Regions from separate parts of the Sus scrofa genome. Here region 2 is linked to region 1. The links are chromatin contacts, called in public HiChIP or PLAC-seq maps. All regions are on one chromosome and are shown on one strand. Each heading gives the region's core, a stretch centred on a gene start, on an enhancer-like site or on the middle of the called end of the contact. The rest is flanking DNA. Distances are from core to core; before and after follow the strand shown. Region 1 holds the start of EPG5 (ectopic P granules protein 5 homolog). Region 2 holds the start of ATP5A1 (ATP synthase, H+ transporting, mitochondrial F1 complex, alpha subunit 1, cardiac muscle).

What was found. HiChIP or PLAC-seq counts read pairs in DNA pulled down with a chosen protein or histone mark.
Region 2: a contact with region 1 is called in an H3K27ac HiChIP or PLAC-seq map of alveolar macrophages. The contact joins the promoter of ATP5A1 here to the promoter of EPG5 in region 1. A contact is called at or near these places in 1 of 5 promoter capture datasets (liver), 3 of 47 Hi-C or Micro-C datasets (heart right ventricle, liver and skeletal muscle) and 2 of 2 datasets of contacts at active chromatin or transcription factors (alveolar macrophages and skeletal muscle).

What each region holds. Positions count from the first base shown.
Region 1 is chr1:95,612,113-95,619,818 of Sscrofa11.1, forward strand. It overlaps EPG5 (ectopic P granules protein 5 homolog), which reads right to left and starts at 4,682. Exons shown (of 44, transcript XM_021092525.1): 1 at 4,521-4,682. The coding sequence starts at 4,583.
Region 2 is chr1:95,747,318-95,755,023 of Sscrofa11.1, forward strand. ATP5A1 (ATP synthase, H+ transporting, mitochondrial F1 complex, alpha subunit 1, cardiac muscle) reads right to left here and starts at 3,518. Exons shown (of 12, transcript NM_001185142.1): 1 at 3,411-3,518; 2 at 1,506-1,584. The coding sequence starts at 3,470.

The sequences.
Region 1 (7,706 bases), core at 3,432-5,931:
CCTCCATCCATGTCTGTCTTCTCATATCCCACAGCCAAAGCACCAGCAAATCTTGCCGAGACCTTCAGAAACTCCTAGGCTTCAAACACCTCTCACCATTTCCACTTTCCAACTCTGGACCAAGCCACCTCCTGCCTGGATTACTGCAACAGTCTCTTAGGTGGCCTCTGCTCCTGTTCTTGCTCTCTTAAAAATCCATTCCCAGCAAAGCAAGCCCAGGGACCCTTTAAAGTATAATTCAGGTCATACCACTTCTCTGACTGAAACCCTGAATGGATTCCATATTTCACTTAAAGTACAAGTCCTTACAATGGCCTACAAGGTGCCACATGACCCAGCCCTGAGTTACCTTTCTGACTTCATTCCAACTCCTCTCCCCTCATTCATTCTGCCCTAAACACAATGTCTCCTTGCGGTTTCCAGGACAGCACAGGGCATGCCAATGCCTTAAGACACTTGCCCCAGTGGATCCCAAGATCCACATGGCTAACCCCCTCATCTGCCATGTCTCTACTTAAATTTCACCTTTAATAAGGACTACATTGACTTGCCTCTTTAAAGTCACAACCTATCCTAATTTCTCACCAGTACTCAATTCCTGTCTTTTGCCTTTTTTTTTTTTAGGACCATACCCATGGCATATGTAGGTTCCCAGGCTAGGGGTTGAATTGGAGCTATAGCTGCCAGCCTTCGCCACAGCCAAAGCAACACGGGATCCGAGCCACGTCTGCAACCTACACCACAGCTCACAGCAACACCAGATCCTTAACCCACTGAGCGAGGCCAGGGATCAAACCCTTAACCTCATGGTTCCTAGTTGGATTTGTTTCCGCTGCGCCATGACAGGAACTCTGCGTACTCAATTCCTTACCCTGTTCCTTTCTTTTTTCCATAGCATTGTCATCTTCTAACATATATTTTATTACTTTCATAGGGTTTCCTGTTTGTCTGTCTGTCTTCTCCCTCCAGAATACAATCTACATTAAGGCCAGGTTCTATTTTTTGTTTTTATTTTTCCTCTGTTTACATCCCAAGTGCCTAGAACAGTTTCTGGGACTGAGTGAGTGATCAATGAGTGTTTATTCAACAAATAAATGGATCTTAGGAGGCACAAAAGGAGTGAAATAATAGAGAACATCCCCCAAGTTCAGTCCTATAATCACTCATGGAGGGAGGGAGGGACTAAGAGTAGAAATTATCTAGGCCAAGGAGAAAGAGGGGTGGGAATTTAAAGGCCTCTGTTTCTGTCATCGGTTTTCTGGGACACATCTCACTCTATCCATGGTGATCACAATATGCTCTTACGTTAGTGAGTTGCTGGCATTCAGAATTTAATACTAACCGCAAATATTACTTTCCATGACTATAAAATACACTGCTTCTGCAGAGTAAGTCCAATCTTTAAAATCTGTTCTTGGGAGTTCCCACTGTGGCTCAGTGGTAATGAACCCAACTAGTATCCATGAGGATATAGGTTTAATCCCTGGCCTCGCACAGTGGGTTAAGGATCCAGCTCTGCCATGAGCTGTGGTATAGGTCACAGACACGGCTTGGATCCAGCATTGCTGTGGCTACGGCACAGGCCGGCAGCTGCAGCTCCGATTTGACCACTAGCCAACAAACTTCCACACGCTGTTGGTGTAGCCCTAAAAAGATAAAAAACAAACAAACAAAAAAATCTGTTCTTAACCAATAATCTACCAAGATCACCAAAGTCAGGGTCCTCTGAGCCAAGGGAAACGTATTAGGGCTACCTCTTTGGTATCAAATGATAAGCACCAGATAACCACAAACTAGCAATATGAGGTAATCTTTCAGATGATCAGCACTGAGGAATACAGGTCAGCTGCTGGGCCAGAAGCCATTCAAACTATCCAAAGGCAATAGCACATGGCACTGCTCACTTCCCAAAATGAGCCTTAGAACTACTTTAAGGTTCTATAGTTACTAAATTACACCACGGATGGTAAAGATTTCATTACTGTAGGACTTCATGACTGTAGCTAAACCATAACCAGCACTAAGAAATAAATTTATTTACTCTATAAAAAAAAGAATTAATTTTCTAGACAAGGATGAGGGCCTTGCTGGTGTCTTGGACTTTTTTCATTTGTTTTTCTACTACTAAGAGGAAATTAACTACAGTAATTTCTTCTGAGTGACAAAGCTTGGAAATATTCTTTAATACCGGTATTTTTTTTTCCCTTCATTCAACAAACATTATCAAATGTCTAGAAGGACTGTGAAGGGTACTGGGAAAAGGACAGGTCCCTCCCCCGCTGGGTTCACAGTTTATGGGAAAAGACAGAATTGTTAACAAGGTCACTATAAGTGAGATGAGCGACACAAGGGGGGCGAGCAGCAGGCAATGTGAGTGATGAGGTAAGTTTAAGCAGAGACCCCATGAATGAGCAGTAGTTAAGTTAGATGAAAAGAGCCAGGAAGATGTGTCAGAGCAGAGGAAAGAACATGTGCAAAGGCCCTAAAAGAAGGAAAGGAAGCAAAATAGACAGCAGAGAGACCTAAGACAGAGGAGAACCATAGAAGTCAGATTATGTAGGGCATTTAGTCCAAGCTAAGGACTTTGGACTCTTGGACTCTGGGCAGTGGGAAAGGTTTTGAAGAGGAGAGTTGATCATTTGGTGGTTTTGTTTACAAAAATATCAATCCATCTTTTGTTTACAGAATGGGCAGCAAGAATTAATTTGCAGAGGTTAATTTAGAAAAATATCCTAGAAATCTTCTTTGGAGGATGGTGGAATTAGGACAGAGAGAAATGAACAGAATTGAGAGAATAATTACAAGATATAATTGGCAAGACAAGTGACTGAATTTGGAGAGTGATTACAAGTGTGTGTCAAGGATTTCTGGTTTGATAGAATACCTCTGGAATAAAGACTTCTTTACACATTTTAGAAGATTAAAAAATAAATTTATGTTTGGGTAGGAAAGTCACCCACAATGTGTCAATAAAATGAGTAATTGTTTTTTCATGATCGATTTAAAACTTTGATTTTTAATTTTTTTATTTTAGAAACCCTATTCTAAACAAAATAACTCGACAGAATCCTCTTAACTATTTTTAAGTATTTACAACATTCTCTCAATAGCCACATATACATATGTAGAACAATTATTAAGCTACCAGATTGAGAATTAAGATTTTTTGGCTTTAACTTGAATTTTCTTACTAACTCCATGACTTTTGGCTTATCATTTAATTTCTCTAGGCTTTAGTCTCATCATTCATTTGAAAAAAAATGAGAGACTAAGAATTAAGACTCTGCTCTTTATAGATTTATGTTTATATGTTTTACACTCCTATATTCTGGGTTATTCAGGGACCTCTTCTATCTAGATAGTTCCTTACCAGTCTAATACAATGCAAAATTATTTCTCTTAAAAATGTTTCTGAAGTTAGGTAGCAAAATAGCTTTCTCCCCAAAGAGTAACTCCTCAAAGACCTGGGAACACTGATGCACATAACTCCACTACAGCTTTTTAAAAGGCATCATAATGAAAGGGATCCACATGAGTAATTTACAGCTTATTAAACAGGGACCTTTGAACACCAGATTCCTGTTAAAATCTTGTTTCCATGAGAAAACCCAACTTTTTGTATCATTTTTAAGTTCCACCTGCTCTGGAACATCCTCCACTTGTAGGAAAGGAAATTTCATGTACTTTCAATACTATACTCATTATTTCTTTACCATAAATTCAGTATCAGATAAGCCAAAATTATATATGTCCATTTATCAGGGGAAGCATTTAATCTGTTCACTATAAAATAAGTGTCATTTCAAAAAAACATATGGGAACAAAGAGAAAACCCAAAATGCACCTAAAAACAAAATAAATCAACTTTAAGCCAAACCAGCAGTCTAATGTTCTAATCCAGGAAACCTAGAAAATTCAAATCTGCTGCGTTAGTACTGACCTGTCTGATTTTTGGTCATTCGTGTCCCATCGTTTCTAGAATAAATGAGACATAAACAGCAGCAGCACCACTACCACCTTGAATTTTTAAATTAAAAAGGCACAATCACTACAGTCGACTTTCTGTCCCTAGCTATAAAGCTCTGCCAAAGGAACCAGTCTCTGCGTGGAGGGAAGGTCTCTCTCCTCTTTATGCGCTAGAGGGACAGAAAATGTGCACAGGTTAAAAGGGAGAAAGAGTCAAAGATGAGGCAGGAAGAGAAAAGCTGCTTCAGGACAGGAACCCAGACTCGGATGAGAAAAGTCAAGAAAGGAGCAGAAAAGGAAGAGCCTCGATAGTTCAGAAGAGGAAAAAGAAAAAAGGGGCTCCTGACAAAGTCTCGCACGGGGACGTGAAAGAGGAATAGAAGAACAGGAGTGGTGTCAATGTGTGGGGGGATCAAATTTGGGGAGGTGGAGGCAGAGGATGACAGGGGCTCAGGGGAGGAAAAGGGTTGGCTGGAGAGGCGGAAGACAAGAAAAAGCAGACAGTACCTGCCAGGGCCTCGGGCGGGGGGAATGGGGTTGGAGGTTATCCTTACCTTGGTTTTAGTCCGGCTGGCCTTGGCCTTCGCCCGGCGCGGGGGCCTCACCGCCTCTGCCATAGACCCTGCGGTGGGACTGTCGCCGCTTGTTTTTGTCGAAACCCTGCGCCTTCCACACCTGCTCACTTCCGGCTACCGGACTGTCACATGACCTAATCTCTACCACTCCCGGAGTGGGGGCGGCAACTTGGAGCCTCTACGGGCCACAACATAGGACAAACTACTCCGCGAGACGTTTTCGCTAAAAGTAGTGGGCCCGCCCCCTCCGCCTAGGCCCCGCCCCTCACGCCGATTCTTTGAGTCTGTGATAGGTCACGTCCTTCTCGCAGGCTCCGCTGATCCTCATTGGGTTCGGATCCAGGGCACGCTGGCACACCTCACTCACGTTGGCCTAATGAGTCCGAGGAGGGTGCTTGTTATTTTTGTTTTGACCTTTAGGTAACCAGAACTAGTCAGTTAGGGAATTCCCGTCTTGGCTCAGCGGTTAACGAATGGGACTAGTATCCATGAGGACGTGGGTTTGATCCCTGGCCATGCTCAGTGGGTTAAGGATTTGGCATTTCCTGAGCATTGGTGTAGGCTGCAGATGCAGTTTGGATCCCCAGTTGCCGTGGCTGTGGCCAGCAGCTATAGCTGATTCATCCCCTGATCTGGGAACCTCCATATGCTTGGGTGCGGCCCTAAGTAGACAAAAGACCAGAAAAAAAAAAACAGCCTAAAGCTCTGCTTTGTGCCCAAGAACCTTGATGCCAATCCATATGTACCCTTGTGTAAAGGGGAAAGATGATACTTGCATTTTCTAGCATAATGAAGATTAAGTGGAACCATCGTCAAAGGTGCCTGGTAACCGCAGGCATATCTGTAAACAGTAGTTATTGTCATTACTATCCAAATTCCCTGGAAAGAGACATCTGCCCTTTCAAAGAGGGGCAGTAAGACAAGACCCATAAAAGTATTCTTAACATAGATTTCACACACCTTCATTTAAAAATGATAGATGTGAAAACTTGGTCCCATCTCCTTTTACTACAATTTCTTTCTTTCCAAAGCACCTAGTACCTCTTAAAATCTTATTATCATTTGCTTTTATGTTTTATCTGTCAACCTGGCTAGAATGTAAGATCTTTAAGAGTAGAGGTCTTTGTTTTGCTCCCTGAAGAATCCCAGGGGCTTCTAGAACACCAGGCTTCGTAGGCTCAATAAATATCTGATGAAAGGGAGTTCCTGTTGGGGCTCAGTGGGTTAGGAATCCCATGAGGATGCAGGTTCAATCCCTGACCTCACTCAGTGTGTTAAGCAAACAACATTGTGACAACTGCAGCATAGGTCAAAGATAAGGCTTAGAACTGGCATTGTTGTGGCTATGGCGTAGGCCAGCAGCTGCAGCTCCAATTCAGCCCCTAGCCTAGGAACTTCCATATGCCATGGGTGCAGCATAAAAATAAACCAATCAAGCAAGCAATCAACATCTGATAATGAATATGAGTTGTTTTTTCTGGTGGCAGGATAAGATGGTTGAGATGGAGTGTAAGGGGTGGGAAGAGAATATCCACCCACCAGTAAAATACTAGAAGAAAAAAATCTAAGAATATGGCATGAAGAATGAAAATGACTTCAGAGAAGCAGTCTTCACAGTATCTTGATTATGAGCTAACTGAACATATAAAATATAGTTGTAAACAGATAGGGTAAGGGGTCGCAGGAGAAGGAGAATCAGGTGTGAATTACTTGACATAAGTGAAGCCATTTTAGGCTTAAGCCATTTTGTAATATACATCTAGCCATAATGCTTAACCTTGAACTGGTCTCAGTAATAATGATGTCAAGGGAAGGAAAGAACAAATGACTGCTATCAGGCAAGAAAAGTAATGATAGCAAATATGACAAATCAGTTATAAAGATTCCCAGTTCTTTGGGATCAGTCACATATGCAGCATGCAGAATTTCCCCAGCCAGGGATCAAACTGAGCCACAGTGACAACACCAGATCCTTAACCACTAGGCCATCAGGGAACACCAAGACCCCCAGTTCTATTTCAATGGTAAAGATCAGCCTGAAACACTGGCTTCAGCTGTTTCACAGAATTTAGCACCTTCCTATCACCACCACCAATGCTTGACTACCAGATCACCTGGGATCATTCCTTAAGGAATGATGATGCTGACCTTTTCTGACCTTTGTGACTTCAATCACCTAAAGCTTGGACTCTGGACTTTTGCCCCAATTCTATGCTGAATTCTCCCCTCCTCAAGCTCCTTCATGAATATGCATGTACCCTTAGCTTAAAATTTCCCCTATTCTGCTATTCGGAGAAACACTGCTTTGGGAAAGATCCTCAGTGTTCTCCTTACTTGCTGCAAGCAACAAATATTTCCTGCTCCTGATCTCTGGCTTAGTTGGGTCTTTCGGCTCAGCACCCATGAAGAGGCAAACCCAGCTTTCCAATAACAGTTTCATGTATTCCAGATCCCAAATCCTCAACAACAAAAAAGTTATCCAGCTATTCTTGTTATTCAACCAAACTTGGGTCTTTGCCCAACAAAGCCAACTTATTGATGCCTCATTGTGGCAAATGAAAGTACAGAATTTATTGCAGAGCCAGGCAAGGAGAACAGGCAGCTCATGCTCAAAAGACCCAAAATCCCCAATGACTTTCAGGGGAGGGTTATTTAAGACTGGGTGAGGGCACATGATCAGCTCAAACTCAGTTCTCTGATTCCTTGATAGTGAGGTGATAGGGTGATGTTTCAGGAACCTTAATTATCCATTTTCTGGTTTCAACTGTTCTGGGGTCTACATGCTGTTGGTCAGCATGCAGTCACCTTCTTCCATCTGGTGGGGGTTTTAGTGTCTGTAAAACCACTCAAGGATATGGCTCAAAATATTATCTACAGCCCTTGAGGAGTACCTAAAGGCTCTTGACTTTGTCTTATGGCTAAACTATTATTGTTATTATTATTATTTATTATTATTATTATTATTATTTTGTCTTGTTATACTGCTTTCCTTTGTTTTTACATTTTCTCACTTCTCTGATTAAATTTGCTCTTTGAAAGCCAGGGACAGCCTAGGAGGCTTAAGCTTTCCTATGAAAAAGAGGGAGGGAATATTGGGGATGGTGGGGGCAAGGCAAGAGTTCTATTCCCAGGAAGGCCCTGGAGGGTCCCCCTTGGTTTCACTCA
Region 2 (7,706 bases), core at 2,268-4,767, 130 kb after region 1:
GTTTGATCCCTGGCCTTGCTCAGTGGGTTCAGGATCTGGCACTGCCATGAGCTGTGGTGTAGGTTGCAGACGCGGCTCGTATCCTGTGTTGCTGTGGCTGTGGTGTAAGCCAGCAGCTGTAACTCCGACTCGACCCCTAGCCTGGGAACCTCCATATGCCGCAGGTATGGCCTTAAAAAGCAAAATGATGATGATAATAATAAAAGAAATCCCCCAACCTACAGCATCACCTCTCCACTTTTCTTTTTTTTTTGTCTTTTTTGTCTTTTTTGCTATTTCTTGGGCTGCTCCTGCGGCATATGGAGGTTCCCAGGCTAGGGGTCAAATCGGAGCTGTAGCCACTGGCCTACGCCAGAACCACAGCAATGCGGGATCCGAGCCGCGTCTGCAACCTACACCACAGCTCACGGCAACGCCGGATCGTTAACCCACTGAGCAAGGGCAGGGACCAAACCCGCAACCTCATGGTTCCCAGTCGGATTTGTTAACCACTGCGCCATGACGGGAACTCCACCTCTCCACTTTTCTACTGCATTTACAATGTGCAAATTCAAGACTGCCAGGTATAGGTTAGCCTTTGAAAATCATCAAGGTAAAAATCACTTCCTTTTTTCTCATTTAGGAGAGGAAAGGATTCGTAGATCAGAAAGAGTGCCTTCCGGAGTTCCCGTCGTAGATCAGTGTGGAAATGAATCTGACGAGCGCCCAAGAGGACACAGGTTCACTCCCTGGCTCAGTGCGTTAAGGATCTGGCATTCCTATGGCTGTGGTATAGGCCAGCGGCTACAGCTCCAATGTGACCTCTAGCCTGGGAAACTCCATATGTGGTAGGTGAGGCCCTAAAGACAGACAGACAGACAGACAGAAAGACAGAAAGCCGTCCATCTGATATATACTTTGTTTCCACCCAAGAGGCATTCGTTGTTAGAAAAAAGAACCCACAACACTGTAAATCAACTATAATCCAATGTAAAAAATTAAAATTAAAAAAATAAATAGGGAGTTCCCATCATGGCGCAGCAAAAACGAATCTAACTAGGAACCATGAGGTTGCGAGCTCGATCCCTGGCCTCGCTCAGTGGGTTAAGGATTCAGCGCTGCCGTGAGCTGTGGTGTAGGTTGAAGACAAGGCTCAGATCTGGCATTGCTGTGACTGTGGCACAGACTGGCAGCTGTAGCTCAAATTAGACCCCCAACCTGGGAATTTCCATATGCCTTGGGTGTGGCCCTACAAAGCAAAATAAATAAATAAATAGAAAAAAATAACCTGTAACATCAAAAGAAAAATGCATAATTATAGTTATTTTCATTAGAACAAGAGAACATACCAAAAGAGGGCTAAACGGCACATTATGGGTTAACATTCCATAGTAACTATTTAGGGGAAAAATTAACTAATGAAAAGAAAACCACAAAACACTCACAACAGTTATGCAACCTATGTAACTTAATTTTTCATTTAATGACAAGGTAGTAAGTGTGCTGCAGACACAGAAATGACTTACCAGTCTTCTGAAGACGAGTGTTAGAGGCATGGAGGTTTCTTGCAGCAACAAAGGACGATCCCAAAGCATTTTTGGAGACCTAGTGGAAGAATAGTTTTAAAAACCTGATTTTAAAAAAAGCTTTTATAGGAGTTCCCATCGTGGCGCGGTGGTTAACGATTCCGACTAGGAACCATGAGGTTGCGGGTTCAATCCCTGGCCTTGCTCAGTGGGTTAAGGATCCGGCATTGCCGTGAGCTGTGGTGTAGGCTGCAGACGCGGCTCGGATCCAGCGTTGCTGTGGCTCTGGCATAGGCCAGTGGCTGCAGCTCTGATTCAGCCCCTAGCCTGGGAACCTCCATATGTCGCAGGAGCGGCCAAAGAAATAGCAAAAAAAAGACCAAAAAAAAAAAAAAAAAGCTTTTATAAACTAGCAAGCTTAAAAGCAGCCTTGGTTTGATCAAATTATCGCTATAAATATTAATCCCACAGAAGAGAAAGCAACTTCTGATATATGTGAAAATTTATTATCCGGTTCCTAGTACACTGTAAGTATGCTACCAAAAAAACTTATTTTTAAAAAAATATAACAACTAAGGACGTACCATTCCTTTTAAAAGATCAGCTGTCATTATTTTTAAAGGACCAGATATCATAATTTCAATTGAGTTGTAGAAATTCTCAATTTGATAAGCTGCTTTCTAAAAACGGCACATCTCAACAGATTTCCTTATACTAACCTTCCAAAAAAAAAAAAACTTTTAAATATTAGAGTTTGATCAGAAACTAAGAGATACAGCATGTGTGCTTTAAGAGAAAAAAAAAAATCTGCCTTCAACAAAGCCTGCGCCAATCTGGACCCTCCTTCTCCTTTAAGTTGCAGTGCAGCGGTTGGTCAATGTCAAATCTGCAGACACTGCCTTCTACAGGGCCTGGATGAAAAGCGTTAAAAAATGCTTTTTTCTTTCTAAAAGAAATCCAAGATGCTACCAGTCGTTGTGTTAGGGGACTCAAACGGTCAATATATTTATTTCATCTTCCTGAGATTACTCCTAAAATGAAAAAATATACTTAGCGTTTACATAGTGCTTTAAAGGTTATGCCCTTAACTTCATGGGATAGAAGTCATGAAGGACACTGACCTTTCACAGCGATTTTCCAACTTATGTTTCTATGCTATTTAATTTGAGTTCTCAACTACTAATGAATCTTCAAGGACGAAATCTTAAAGTATGGCAAAGCACCACAAAAGAAGAGCTTCCTGTCAGTCGAGACAATTCCACCACCAGCTCCACTGCTGTCAAGCTACCGGCAACGTGAAATGCATATTTGCAACATTGCCTTGCTTTCACAATGGTTTCTGCACACAGCACTAAGGGATCGCCTATTGAAATATTCAGAAAACCACCTACATTTACTGCTTTCTTCTAGCGGACTCGGGGCACGGGGCAGAGGCGAAATGCCGGGGCCTGCTGACCTTCATACAATGTCAGGTTCCCCTTAGCTCGTTTCAACCAGGGCTGACAACTGTACTCTGACCTTCGCGAATAGGTCTGGGAGAATTACCCGGGTCGAGCCCCGCCGTTTAGGAGCAGGCCTCGGAGAGCTAGCGCCCCAGGCCTGACCTTCATTCAAAGCTCCTCTCGAGAAGCTCTCAGACGAAGACGGCAATCCTCCTGAAGAGCCATCTCTGGACAGCACAGCACGGAGGTCACTGTTTCCCCTGCAACACTCTGCCCCCTCCCGCGCGGGGCGAGCACGAGGGCCCCTCGGCCGCCCGCCTATACCAACCCGAAGAGCCAGCTGGGCAAGATGGCGCCGTCCGCCACAGCCCCTCACCCTCCGCATAGAAAGGATCGCCCGAGCCCGCGCACCACCACCCGCTGCAGCTGGCCCCCCTCCCTTCTGCTGGCCCCAGACGCTCACCAGCCCGGCCCGCCGAGGGAGGGCGCGGGCCACAGCCGCAGCGACGCGCACTGACAGCATCTTTGCAGCTCCTCCGCAGGTGACTCCTCTGCAGCCGCAGCCTTGGAACTGACTGGGACAAAATGGCCGAGCGGCGAGGAAGGTCAAGGCGGCCAGCCCACCTGACCCGGAAGTACCGCCCCTCGCTTTTACCCCGGACGCGAATCCGCCTAGAGGCGGCGGGGGGCAGGGGGCTTCCTGTTTTTTAAGTCTCGTTTTTTTTATTTAAACATGCAAATCACTGATTAGACCTTTGCCAGCTTCAGCGCAGGCATTGCTTACACATTTACTTTGATCTTAACGCGTTGACCTTGTGGTTGTCTTGGCGACCACAGGGGTTGCGGAACAGGCTAAGAAGCAGTTCCCAAGCCCTATCCCTGGAGCGAGACTATGCTGCTCTGGGAGCATCACCTCGCCCCTTCTTGGACGTCAGAGGGGTTGATGGTGGCAGATCGAGGCTACCGGCATCGAACCTTGGTGATACAGCTACGGCCAACAGTTACTCCCTCGGGGCAGGTCGGCCGCGTACCGTTTCATGCCTTGCGAATTAATACGGATTGGTCCACAGAACGCTGGCCACACCTCAGATCCAGTCAAAAATTTGGGGCAATCTTAAGTTTTGAAAAGCACTCACACGACTCTAGGTGATCCAGTAAGCGCTCAAGTTGGATAATAGCAGTTCTTTTATATTAGATCTAAAAGAATCATGTCTTCGAATTAGAGCAAACTGTTTAAAAGTTATAACAAGCACAAATTTGAATAGAGTAGTTGCTGATTCCGAGAAGAATGGTCCAGAATCACAAGTTTCACTCCAGACTGGGCTAGGCCTCAATTTTTCTTCCACCAGCAACTGGTTATGACTAAGTAGGGACTCTACTTTTTCATCTGAAGTAAAATGGAAATGATGAAAATAACTTTACCTAGCCAATGAGATCAGGGCAGGGCTTTAGTCCCCCCACAGATTTTTTTTTTGTGATAATGAGATTTTTGTAATATCTACAGAATTGGTGGTGAATATTGGGTATTTTGTGCTAGTGGAGACTATTAACGTTGCCTTCACTTGTAGCTATTCCAAGAAGGATTTTCAGCTTCATCCACTAAATCCTGGTATATGAATATCTGGGTTAAAATGGTCATCTCCTATAACATATTTGCAAATATATATATGACCATATATTTGCAAAATATGTCACAGAAAGAATATACCTCTTTCTCTGATAGTCTACTTCCTTTTCAAGGTGAGCTGGGACAATCCTCCTGGATATTAGGAGTAGGAATAGGTAAAATTTTGGTTTGTAAAAACAAAGTTACGAGGATTTGGGGGGGGGTGCCTATTTTTATTTAATTTATTTCTTTTAAGACCACTTCCTTGCAATTTCCAGAGAGAAAATACAAAAGAAACAGACTTGGGGAGTTCCCATCGTGGCTCAGTGGTTAACGAATCTGATAAAGAACCATGAGGTTGCAGACTCAATCCCTGGCCTTGCTCAGTGGGTTAAAGTCTGGCGTTGCCGTGAGCTGTGGTGTAGGTTGCAGACACATGGCTGGGATCCTGCGTTGCTGTGGCTCTGGTGTAGGCCTGCGGCTACAGCTCCAATTAGACTCCTAGCCTGGGAATCTCCATATGCTGTGGGAGCAGCCCTAGAAATGGCAAAAAGACAAAAAAAAAAAAAAAAAAAAAAAAGAAAGAAAGAAACAGACTTGGTTTCAAATACATAAAGGGTGTGCTGGAGTTGAAAACATTACTGATAACATTGCTACAAAAGAATGTCAGCTTACTCTAGAGTACTTCAGTATTCCTGAGAAATAAACAGTGATTTCTGTTTCTCACCTGGATGTTCTCAGGAGGGTGTCACTGCTCCTGCTCCTATCTTCAGGACTACATCCACCATGCACCAGTCCCACTTCCTGCCCAGCTCTGAATCTGACATGTTCCCCGCCTGCAGTTCCAGCTTTCTGGAAGGCGGGGTCCTGCGCTCAGACCCAAGGCCACAGGGATATTTTTTAAATTTGTAGCCATAGGAGTTCCCATCATGGCACAGCAGAAACGAATCCGACTGGAAACCATGAGGTTGCAGGTTCGATCCCTGACCTCACTCAGTGGGTTTAGAATATGGCTTTGAGCTGTGGTGTAGGTCGCAGACTTGGCTGGGATCTTGCATTGCTGTGGCTGTGGCATAGGCTGGCAGCTGTAGCTCCGATTGGACCTCTAGCCTGGGAACCTCCATATGCTGCAGGTGCACCCCTAAAAAACAAAATAAATAAATAAAAATTAAAAATCATTTTAAAAAATTTGTAGTGTTAAAAGCGGACAAAGGACAGAAGATAACTTCCCCCTATACTCAGGGGCTGTACCAACAATAGTTTGAAAAGATACATGCATAATTTGAAAAGATACATGCACCCCAATATTCATTGCAGCACTATTTACAACAGTCAAGATATGGAAACAACCTACATGTCCATCCACAGAGGAATGGATACAGATGTGGCACATATATACAATGGAATATTCCTCAGCCATAGAAAAGAATAAAATAATACCATTTGCAGCAACATGGATGGACCTAGAAATTATCTTTGTAAGTGAAGTTATACAGTGAAAGATAAACATATGATATCACATTCAAGTGGAATCTATTAAAAAGGATACAAATGAACTTGTTTGCAGAACAGAAACAAACTCACAGACTTTGAAAAACTATGCTTACTAAAGGGGACAGGTTAGCGGGGAGGGATGGACTGGGAATTTAGGATTGGCATATGCACACTGAGGTATATGAAATGATTGGCCATTGGGGACTTGTTATGTAGCCAGCTAACTCTACCCATTATTCTGTAATAATCTATGTGGGAAAAGAATCTGAGGAGTTCTTGTAATAGTTCAGGAGGTTAAGAACCTGACATAGTCTCCGTGAGGATGAAGGTTCATTCCTTGCCCTTGCTCAGTGGGTTAAGAATCTGAGGGAGTTCCTGTTGTGGCGCAATAGAAACAGAATCTGACTAGTATCTCTGAGGATGTGGATTTGATCCCTGGCCTCACTCTGGTTAAGGATCTGTCATTGCCATGAGCTGTGGTGCAGGTACAGCTCCAATTCCACCCCTAGCCTGGGAACTTTCAGATGCCGCAGGTGCAGCCCTTAAAAAAGAAAAGATCGGGGATTGCCATCAGCTGCCACATAGGTCACAGATGCAGCTCAGATGCAGCATTGCCGTACCTGTGGTATAGGCCGGCAGCTGCAGCTCCAATATGACCCCTAGCCCAGAAACTTCCATATGCTTAAAAAAAGAAAAGAATCTGAAAGGGAATGGATGCGTGTATGTGTATAACTGAATCACTTTGTTGTATAGCAGAAATTAGCTCAACTTTGTAAATCAACTATACTTCAATAGAACTTTTAAAAATGGGGAAAATGGAGTTCCCGTCATGGCTTAGTGGTAACAAACCCAATTGGTATCCATGAGGATGCAGGCCTCACTCAGTAGGTTTAGCATCCATCATTGTCCTGAGCTGTGGTGTACGTCGAAGATGCAGCTCAGATCCCATGTTGCTTTGGCTGTGGTGTAGGCCAGCAGCTACAGCTCTGATTTGACCCTAGCTTGGGAACTTCCATATTCTGTGGGTGTGGCCCTAAAAAGCAAAAAAATTAAAATTAAAATTAAAAATTAAAAAATTAAAATGGGGGAAAAAGGGATCTGGCTTTGTCACTGCTGTGTCTCTGGTTACTGATGTGGCATGGGTTCGACCCCTAATCTGGGAAATTACACTTGCCACAAGTGCTGCCAAAAAAAAAAGAAAGAAAAGAAGAGAAAAAAGTTTAGTCATTTTAAATATGCATGTGACTTAGGAGAAAGATATTTGGTGCTAAGTCCCATCCACAGTTTGATATTAAATCACTTATCATATAGTAAGACCTAATGAAAGATGGTGGCAATAACTGGGCAGGAAGCAAGGTAATGGGGTTGGCTTACACTGGTGGCTTACAACAAATTTGTTATTTCCTTCTTTAAGTGGAGTGTCGTATACATGGTTTTTTAGGAAATATTTGATTTTTTTTTTTTTTTTTTTTGGTCTTTTTGCCTTTTCTAGGGCCGCTCCTGCGGCATATGGAGGTTCCCAGGCTAGGGGTTGAATCGGAGCTGCAGCCAGCGGCCTACACCACAGCCACAGCAACTTGGGATCCGAGCCGCGTCTGCAACCTACACCACAGCTCACGGCAACGCCGGATGGTTAACCCACTGAGCAAGGGCAGGGAT